2 separate regions of the Mus musculus genome follow, and region 1 is linked to region 2. The links are chromatin contacts, called in public HiChIP or PLAC-seq maps. All regions are on one chromosome and are shown on one strand. The core of a region is the stretch at or near the end of the contact, and the rest is flanking DNA. Distances in the headings are between cores, read along the strand shown.

The links. HiChIP or PLAC-seq counts read pairs in DNA pulled down with a chosen protein or histone mark.
Region 1: a BATF HiChIP or PLAC-seq map of CD8 T cells shows a contact between it and region 2, with 9 read pairs. The contact joins two enhancer-like sites. A contact is called at or near these places in 3 of 115 datasets of contacts at active chromatin or transcription factors (CD8 T cells, effector CD8 T cells and large pre-B cells).

The regions. Positions count from the first base shown.
Region 1 is chr4:32,289,057-32,293,916 of GRCm38.p6, forward strand. It overlaps a transcript of Bach2 not described here. Among named protein-coding and RNA genes, the nearest start is that of n-TGccc3, 61 kb to the left of the region's middle. Within about 2 kb of position 2,590, at least 52 of the 459 cell types and tissues checked have an H3K27ac peak or open chromatin away from gene starts, as enhancers often do. A contact at or near this core is called in CD8 T cells and effector CD8 T cells, where this site is marked.
Region 2 is chr4:32,124,407-32,129,203 of GRCm38.p6, forward strand. No RefSeq gene overlaps it. Among named protein-coding and RNA genes, the nearest start is that of Gm52717, 34 kb to the right of the region's middle. Within about 2 kb of position 2,640, at least 22 of the 459 cell types and tissues checked have an H3K27ac peak or open chromatin away from gene starts, as enhancers often do. A contact at or near this core is called in CD8 T cells and effector CD8 T cells, where this site is marked.

The sequences.
Region 1 (4,860 bases), core at 1,340-3,839, 160 kb after region 2:
AACAAGCAAGCAGTTGTCCAGATAGCCTGGAAGATGTTAGCACCAGTGGCTGAAAGCTGTCAGGAGCCTCTCGACACCAGGTCTTATTTTCTTAGGTTCCTGACAAGTACCTGACCTCTTCATGCCTACACCAGCCGCACTTCAGCTTCTACTCAATATGAAATACCTAGGAGTGAGGAAGAGTGAGCCTTGGCAGCCAGCTCATTAGGGTGGATTGTTTTCTTTACAGATAATTGGCATCCTAAAAGGAGAACTCGTTTAAATAAGTAGTTGTAAAGCATTTTAGTTGGGCATCAGCAGTTGTGCTATTTGTGTGTGTGTGTGTGTGTGTGTAATACTCCAAGAAACTTACTATTTTATCAAAAGGCACAACTCTAAAAATGAAACCTACTGACGAGTTTCTATGGCAACCACTCCTGAAATGTATCTGGCTGGTGTGTGTCTTTTCATAATTTTTCTTTGCATGCTTTAAGGAGTTCCTTGAATTTTTGTTCCTGTGATGGGTGGATAGATGGATAATTGACAGAGGGAGCTACATTTCCCTGGGAAGAATTTAAGACTTATGAAAATTCCATAGATTTATAAGGAATATTATTTTGTGCTTAGCATAAATAAATTTGACTAAGGAAGATATCTATTGCTTTGATTTAGTCTAAACAGTAATGAGGCCCATTAAGTATTAATGCATGACCAATTGCTTTTTAAATTCAGACTCATTGGCTGTCCCTGCAAGACCTTGTTGGGTGTTCCACTTTATTCTGTGATCATTCCACACACCCCCACACCCCCACGCCCCTAACACACACCTTTTTCAGAGCCTTCAGTCTCTGTCTCAATGGCGCTCTGCTCTGGACTTAACCTTCTCTATAGCCTTCTTCCTTGTCAGAGGGTTTGTGGCCAGAACACACGGTAGATCTTGATATTTCCTAACAGGTTCATTCAGAAAAGTTGGCAAGAAGGGACTGTGGTGTAATTCGGTGGTTTGGAGGGGTTGTTCTGGGAGACATTTCTGTTCTCTCAAGCTCTGTCATGCTACAAGCCCAATAGATATGGCTAGATGCTCTTGCAATACAAAACATGCTCACCGAGAGTAGTGGTGTCACAGCGAGCTCTCAGCACTTATCTGGTTAAAACCAGAAGGAACCATTCTGTGAGGTATCTAAAGTGGCAGGAAATAGAGGGAGTCTAAGGAAATAAACTATCCTGGGCCCAACAGCTGGGGAATTTTGTGTGGCTTACAGAGAAGTCAGAGAACCAGGATGTCTCTGAGCCTGTTAGATACATTTGGTCCTAGCAGCATGTAGTAGGAAATGAATATTTAACTTTGAAACACTTTTTTGTACTTTAAACTCCTCCCAGGCCTTAAAAACACTCTCCCTGATGTTCCTGGGTAAGGGAGAATAGCTTTGCCTAGGCTCCTGGCCACATAGTCTCCAGCTTTAACATTTAGCCCCAGTCCCTTCAAGACACAGACAGCCTTTTCCACTCAGCGATCAGAACTTGGTGATTTGCTTAGCCTAGCTGGCCAGGAATAGGCCCTCTATGTCCGTGCTACCAGGACTGGGATTGCAGCAGTTCACTGTCGCTCTGCCTTTAGTGTGTGCAAGCCCTGGGATAAACTTCATCCACTGAGCCTTCCCCACAGCCTCATGCATCGTCTTGGTGTGACTTGTTTAATCACAGCAACTTCTATAAATCAGCAGCTGTACTAACCAAGACTTTTTCTATTGAAAAGTGCAGACCACTTAGTGCTTTGTTATATTTGATATTGGGCCAGGCAGCTGGCTATAGCCATGGTTGTCCCCTTTGATGGACAGGAGCAGCATTTCACAAAGGAAGCAAGGCAGAGATGAGCAAACAGAGATCACAGCAGGCAGTGGAGGTTTAGAAAAGGTGAGATCATTGGCCCAGGGTGGCTTAGCTGGTAAGTGGTAAAAGTCAGACTGGCTTCCAAAGCCATTCGGAGTCTACCATGAAAGACATGAGCTTTATGCAAGCGTGCATGGTACTTCGGCCACCTCATTAGCATTAGGATATGGGACTGTTGGCCAAGATGGCTTCCCTCATTGCTGCTTGTCCTCAACACCTACAGTGACACCTTCAGTGAGCGATCAACTGTACCTTGCTATCTTTCTTCCAAAACTGTTAGACTATTGTATGGCCAGCTTCATTCATTTGACATTTTTATTGCTTTCCACTTCAAAAAGCAACCTTTTTCTTGACTTGGCCTCTGATTCTGGAGAAATCTTGACTGAGGTCCTGTGAACAGACAAGAGCTTTTCCAAGCTGTTTTCGTGCAGAGCTCTGCCCTTCCAGGAAGTGTCTCTTCATCAGTGTTCATCAGTTGAGGCAGCAGACTCTAGACATGGCATGTCTTCGTGCTCACTGTCACCTCTCAGTCTTACTGTATGGACTCTCAGGGGGCGTGCTGCATGGAAGACAGCCTAGACTTTGCTCTTGATCTGTTTATGAAGACATTACAGTGTTTTTTCAGCATTCCTGGAATCAGTGACTGAAGCTCTGACCCTTGATGTGTTTAGTCTTTACATGTGTTCATCTCTACATCAAAAACAGAGGAAGCCACAGGAAATTGCTGCCTGTATTTCCAGGAAACTGAACTACATCACCAGCTGCCCAATCTGCACAGCCCAGAGTACCCTGGTGCAGGCATCTGTGGCTGATGAAGGTGGAGATAAGGAGACGAGGAGTGGGACTCTCCTCATCCTGTCGCTTCTCACTGTAGGCCCAGGGAACGCACGTAGAATGCATGTCTGGGCTTAAGGAAAATTAAAAAAAAAACAACTTCAACCCTCAGTTTCTGAGAGCATGAATACTGGGTGAAGCGAGCTGTGTCCTGTGCCTGGCACACGCCGTTACAGTACTACTGTCTCATCACCAGGGACTGAAGGGACATCATGTGAGCCTGTGGACGGAGTGGGGACTCTAAAGACAATAAGCTACACTGACCACCACTGTTTTTAAATAGTTTTTAAACCACTATGTTTATGCTGACAGTGGTTACAACAACTGCTGGTGTAGTGAGTGTTGCCTGTGGAATACCAGGTATTTGGTAAGGACTGTACAAGCGTTAATTAATCACACAAACTCTTCCAAAGCGTTCTCTTTGTCATTCCAAATTTCAGATTTAATACTTGAAACTGGCCCATGGTCACATAGGCATTGAGATACGCAAATTTAAACCTAACTATATATATTTTCAGGCCAGTCGACCTAGGGGATTTTTACTAGAGGTGGTGTCTGTAAGTACATGCAGATGGAAACCCACCAGCGCTCTCTGGGACAGGCTGGGGAGACACAGAAAGGACTCTGGTGCGGGTCTCACCTCATAAATTCAACAGGTGATCAGAACGAACATGAGACTTTCACATTGCTATGTGAATTGAATCGAATGTTCTTCATGAGCATATAGTTTCCCATCCTTCGGACCAACGTGAGACAGACTGGATCAGCAGTCAGCAAAAGCAGTTGAGGCTTAGCTGAATAGTAGCCTGAATGAGTCACTGCAAAATGATTTCATTTGGGTCCAGAGATGCTGCCTGTTAAACAGACAGCAGAAAGGAAGAAAAGTGTCTAAGAATTAGACACAACAAAAGGACATTTAAGGACTTGGTAGAAACTAGATCTGAACTTTCTGGCAGCTTTTCTGAGGATAGGAAGAAAGGGAAACTGGTCTTTATTTCCTTTTGTTTTAGAGACAGGGTCTTCCTATACAGCCTAGGCTGACCTCCAGCCTGCTAGAGGCCCATTGCTGTCTCAGGCTCACAAACTCCTGTCTTAGCCTCCCAAGTGCTGGGCTTGTAAGTTTGTGCCATCATGACTGGCTGATTTTCAAGTCTTAAAGGAAAAAGGAAATCTGTTAAAATTTTGGAAAAACAGCATGCAAACTGGCATAGAGATTTGAGTTGGTTTAAAATTGTTGGCTTAAAGCCCTTGGGAGTACTTCTTATAATACCCTTAATTTTAGGGTTAAAAATCTTACGTAGTATGAAATACTGTTCCTCTTATAGACTGACTGGTTGGTTTGTGTATATTCCGTCTTAATCTCTCTGTCGTCCTAGGTTTCTTGTTTATCTCATGGACATTTTCCCAATAACTTTTCTGGTAATTGAGAAACAGGAAAAATAGTTCTGATGCTTGCAAGATGGCATTTTAGGGTTTTTTCCCCCTTAGTAGGTGGGAATTGCTCAAAGGGGCTCTCCTCATGGTTCCACTCAGCTCTGCTTCACCTGAGAGGAGGGGTGGCTGCCTGCAGGGGTGGGTTTTAACCCAGGTCTATGTAAGCGAGCAGCCTCCCCTGGAGAACTGGTACAGCGTGGGGATCAGGGGGAGTGCCTGGCTAACACAGAACGCTATGCGTATTTGGAGGTCAGCCTTAGAAGTATTGCCCTCTCCTTCAGTGGAAAAGGGGTGAGATTCCTAGAAGGCACACTTGCTTGTGCCCTCAGAAGGTTTATATCATAGTCAGATCCGTTCACTTTGGATCGGATGGATATACTGTGTCTGTTGAAGGCTGGAAGATCAGCTTATTTCCTCCTGTTGAGAAAATAATAATGTCTGGCTTTCACTAGAATTCTCTTCATCGCCAAGACGCTTTAAATATGGACTAATTAGTTAAAATGGAGGAAATCTGGCAAAATAGCCTCTCTTTGAAAACCAGACTTAGAATATACGGTGATTTGCTGTATTTTTGGAACAGAAGCAACTAGAAGCCTTTTATTATTGGCTGTAATAGCAAGCGGCATCTCATATTATGTTTGGCTGCTGACATATCAAATTGCATTTTAGTTGGTTGTTATAACATGAAATAGTAGAATATGAGTAGACTCAAAATGAGACTCT
Region 2 (4,797 bases), core at 1,390-3,889:
GTGGATTTCTGAGCTCGAGGCCAGCCTGGTCTACAGAGTGAGTTCCAGGACAGCCAGGGCTACACAGAGAAACCCTGTCTCGACCCCCCCCAAAAAAAAAACAAGGAAGGAAGGAAGGAAGGAAGGAAGGAAGGAAGGAAGGAAGGAAGGAAGGAAGGAAGGAAGGAAGGAAGGAAGGAAGGAGAAAGTGGAGAAACGCCTCGAAGATATGGGCACAGATGAAAAATTCCTAAACAGAACAGCAATGGCTTGTGCTGTAAGATCAAGAATTGGCAAATGGGACCTCATAAAATTGCAAAGCTTCTGTAAGGCAAAAGACACTGTCAATAAGACAAAAAGGCCACCAACAGATTGGGAAAGGATTTTTACCAATCCTAAATCTGATAGGGGACTAAGATCCAATACATACAAACATACAAAAAGCTCAAGAAGCTGGACTCCAGAAATTCAAATAACCCCATTAAAAATTGGGGTACAGAGCTAAACAAAGAATTCTCAACTGAGGAATACTGAAGGGCCGAGAAGCACCTGAAAAAATGTTCAACATCCTTAATAATCAGGGAAATGCAAATCAAAACAACCTTGAGATTCCACCTCACACCAGTCAGAATGTCTAAGATCAAAAATTCAGGTGACAGCAGATGCTGGAGAGGATGTGGAGAAAGAGGAACACTCTTCCATTGTTGGTGGGATTGCAAGCTTGTACAACCACTCTGGAAGTCAGTCTGGTGATTCCTCAGAAAATTGGACATAGAGGTAACAGAAGATCCAGCAATACCTCTCCTGGGCATATACCCAAAAAATGCTCCAACATGTAATAAGGACACATGCTCCACTATGTTCATAGCAGCCTTATTTATAACAGCCAGAAGCTGGAAGAACCCAGATGTCCCTCAACAGAAGAATGGATACAGAAAATGTGGTACATTTACACAATGGAGTACTACTCAGCTATTAAAAACAATAAATTTATGAAATTCTTGGGCAAATGGATGTATCTGGAGGTTATCATCCTTAGTGAGGTAACCCAATCACAAAAGAAGTTACTAGGTATGCACTCACTGATAAGTGGATATTAGTCCAGAAACTTAGAATATCCAAGATACAATTTGCAAAACACAAGAAAATCAAGAAGGAAGACCAACGTGTGGATACTTCATTCCTCCTTAGAATAGGGAACAAAATACTCATGAAAGGAGTTACAGAGACAAAGTTTGGAGCTAAGATGAAAGGATGGACTATCCAGAGACTAACCCACCCGGGGATCCATCCCATAATCAGCCACTAAACCCAGACACTATTGCATATGCCAGCAAGATTTTGATGAAGGGACCCTAGTATAGCTGTCTCGTATGAGGCTATGTCAGTGCCTGGCAAATAAGTGGATGCTCACAGTCATTTATAGGATGGAACACAGGCCCCCAATGGAGAAGCTAGAGAAAGTACCCAAGGAGCTGAAGGGGTCTGCAACCGTATAGGTGGAACAACAATATGAACTAACCAGTATCCCCAGAGCTCGTGTCTCTAGCTGCATATGTAGCAGAAGATGGCCTAGTTGGCCATCATTGGGAAGAGAGGCCCTTAGGTCTTGCAAACTTTATATGCCTCAGTACAGGGGAACGCCAGGGCCAAGAAGTGGGAGTGGATGGGTAGGGGAGCAAGGCGGGGGGAAGGGTATAGGGAACTTTTGGGATAGCATTTGAAATGTAAATAAAGAAAATAATAAAATAAAATAAAAGAAAGAAAGAAATAAGGAAAGCAAGCAGGTAAGCTAAGAATATGGTGTCTTGTCGTCAACAGAAATGAAAATGAAAGGCATTTGTTATGCTTCAGAAGTGTATAGCTGTTACTGGGATGGGGGCAGGGAGGACTCAGGTATGATTGTGAGCTTTAAACTCCAGAGGCTGGGGGGTGGAGCCATTTCCTGGGATGTGTGGATTGGGCAAAGGTGTACAGAGAGGCCTATTTTAATATTGTAGGCACATTGTCTTTGAGATAGATACTGGCTAGACTTCCAAATAGAGGTGTCAAGTGGGATGCCAGATGTGCGAGTCTGAAACTTCTGCATACCGTCAAGGCTACAGGTGATAATGTGTCAATCACAAGCCAATGAACGGTCTTTAAAGCCAGAGTCTCTAGCCACTGGCACAGAGTGTGAGTGAAAGAGAATAGGGGTTGTTCTGCCTGGCTTTCCACTGCTGCGATAAACACCAATATGGGAGGCAACTTGGGGAGGAAATGGTTTATTTCATCTTACATCTCACAATACATCACAGAGGGAAGTCAGAGCAGGAACTGAAGCAGGAACGTAAATCAGAGACCATGGAGGGATACTGCTTGCTGTCTTGCTCTCAGGCTCACTCTCGCTACCTATGCCAGCCAGGGTAGCAGTGTCCCACCCACGTGGCCTGGAGCCTCCCGTATCAACCATCAATCAAGAAAATGCCATGTAGGGCTGCCTGTAGGACAATCTGACGGAGGTCCCTTGACTGTGTCAAACTGACACACACACACAACTGTCATGAGTCAAGGATCTAGCCTTTCGGCACATCATGTTTGGAGGATTAGTACAGAGGAGGCAAAGTGAAACTACAAAGGTGTGAAGAGAGAAAAACCACACTGAGGAGTGAGCATGGGCAACGCCTGCCACCGAAACCGAGAAGAGAAACTAACAAATGATGCTGAGAGGTGGGGCGGATGCAGGGATGCAAGAAAAGGGATGGCTTTTCGCTTTGGCTACATGAAGGTCAGGAGGTCATTGATGAGCTCAGCAACAAACTTGAAATGACTACAGAGAGCATTAGAGCAAAATCGTGAGGGTAGCTGTGTCTAGCCGAATCTTTCTTCACTGACAAAGAGGGGTGGTGAGGTCAAGGGGTGTGCTCTATCTATGGTGAGGGTTTGATTTTTTGGTTTGGAATCTTCCATACTTGACCTACTTGTCACTCTGCTTCAGCAGGGACCATCTGTTATATTTGTTTTGTCTATGGTCCCACTACATTTTTTTTTAAATCTATGCATAACTCACACTCAGTAAAAATTTACTTTGGGAGAACATATAGGTCTAAATATTTATGTAATTTCAATCTAATAACTACTGCCCAGTCAAAGAATAGAGCAGTTCTACCACCTCAAGTCTTCCTCCTTCCTCTTGTCCTTCTTGTCCTACCAAGAATTTGTCTCCTGTCACTATAGTTTTGACATTGGTGTTCACATGATGAACCAGCCTTGGACCATGGCATACTGTTCATTTTATACAGTGCTGCATTTTGTTTGATTACATATAAACGTATGCACACACACATATGAATGTTTTGAATGTTTGAGTCAGGGTCTCAAGCATCCCAGCCTTGCCTGGACCTCACTATGTAGTAGAGAATGACCTTGAACTCCTGATTCTTCTGCCTCCACCTCCACAGAGCTGGGGTTAGGAATAGCATCTACCATGCCCAGCACGATGGTATTGCAGTCCCAGAAAGGCAAATACGTGGATATTAGCTGTTAAGTCACTGAGAATCAAACCACAATCCATATAACCACAGAGGATAGGTATAGAGTAAGGGGCTAGGCATGAGGGAGGGGGCAGTGTTAATGATAGATATCATTAGGAAAGAGAAATAGAATAGGTAGTTATGGATGAATGGGGGGCTGAAATGGGAGAATCAAGTGGGAAGCGGGAAGGAAGAGGAGGAGTAAGGGAAGGAACACAGGGAGGGGTGGTTAAAATTAAGGGCCTTTTGAGAGTAATATAAAACAGCTAATACAGTAGAAGCTTATATACATACATACATACATACATATGTACATACATATATATACATACACACACACACATATATACATATATATGTGTATATATACACTTCCATGAGTGTGTGTGTGTGTGTGTGTGTGTGTGTGTGTGTATGTGTGTACATGAAGTTGATCTACATGAAACTGCCAAATAATGAGGAGACATGGCCCTGGCCATCTCTTGTCACCAAATGAAACTTCCAGTATTGAGATTGAGTTACATCTAATTAAGTTTTTGGCCAAAACAGTCTCACGGGAACCCCCAAACAAGACTGTTGCCAAGATTATAGGTTGCTCTACACAAACTGACAGCAAGGCCCATTACTGAAGACAAAATCTATACAACTTATTGAATATGGAAAAGTGGAACAGGTGCCTACAGAGACCCTTCACTCCTGTGTTCTAACTTCTTTGGTACAGGAAGGTACCCTGCAATCTAGCGAAGGAGAAATATAAACACCAAACCAGCCACAAGTCCTTTGATCTACATTGGTGCCACACCTGAAAGATTCTCTAGGACAACGGTGGCAAAAGCTGGTGGAAGAAACCAACCAATAACTGATCTGACTTAAGACCCACCCCACAAGATGGAAGCCATTTCCCAACACTGCTTGCTTGAATGACCAAGAACCAGAGACTACACAGCTTAGGGGCCTGGGGTAAAACCAAACACTATTGTCCTTAAAAATAATGCAATGAAATGACTGGTAATGACATTCTCTTATACTCATAAGTCAGTGCCTTGCTCAGCCATCACTAGAGAAGCTTCCTTCTGTAGCACATGGGAACCAATACAGAGACCCACAGCCAGACAATGTACAGAGGGTGAGAGAGCTTGGAGCAGCCAGCCTGTAAATGTGTTCTCAATCAAATTCTTCCCCTCAGAGCTCAGAGAACCCCACAGAAGAGGAGGCAGAAAGAGTGTAAGATCCTGAGGGGACAGAGGACACCAAGAAAACAAGGCCCTCTAAGTCGACAAGATTAAAAGTTATGACCTCACAGAGC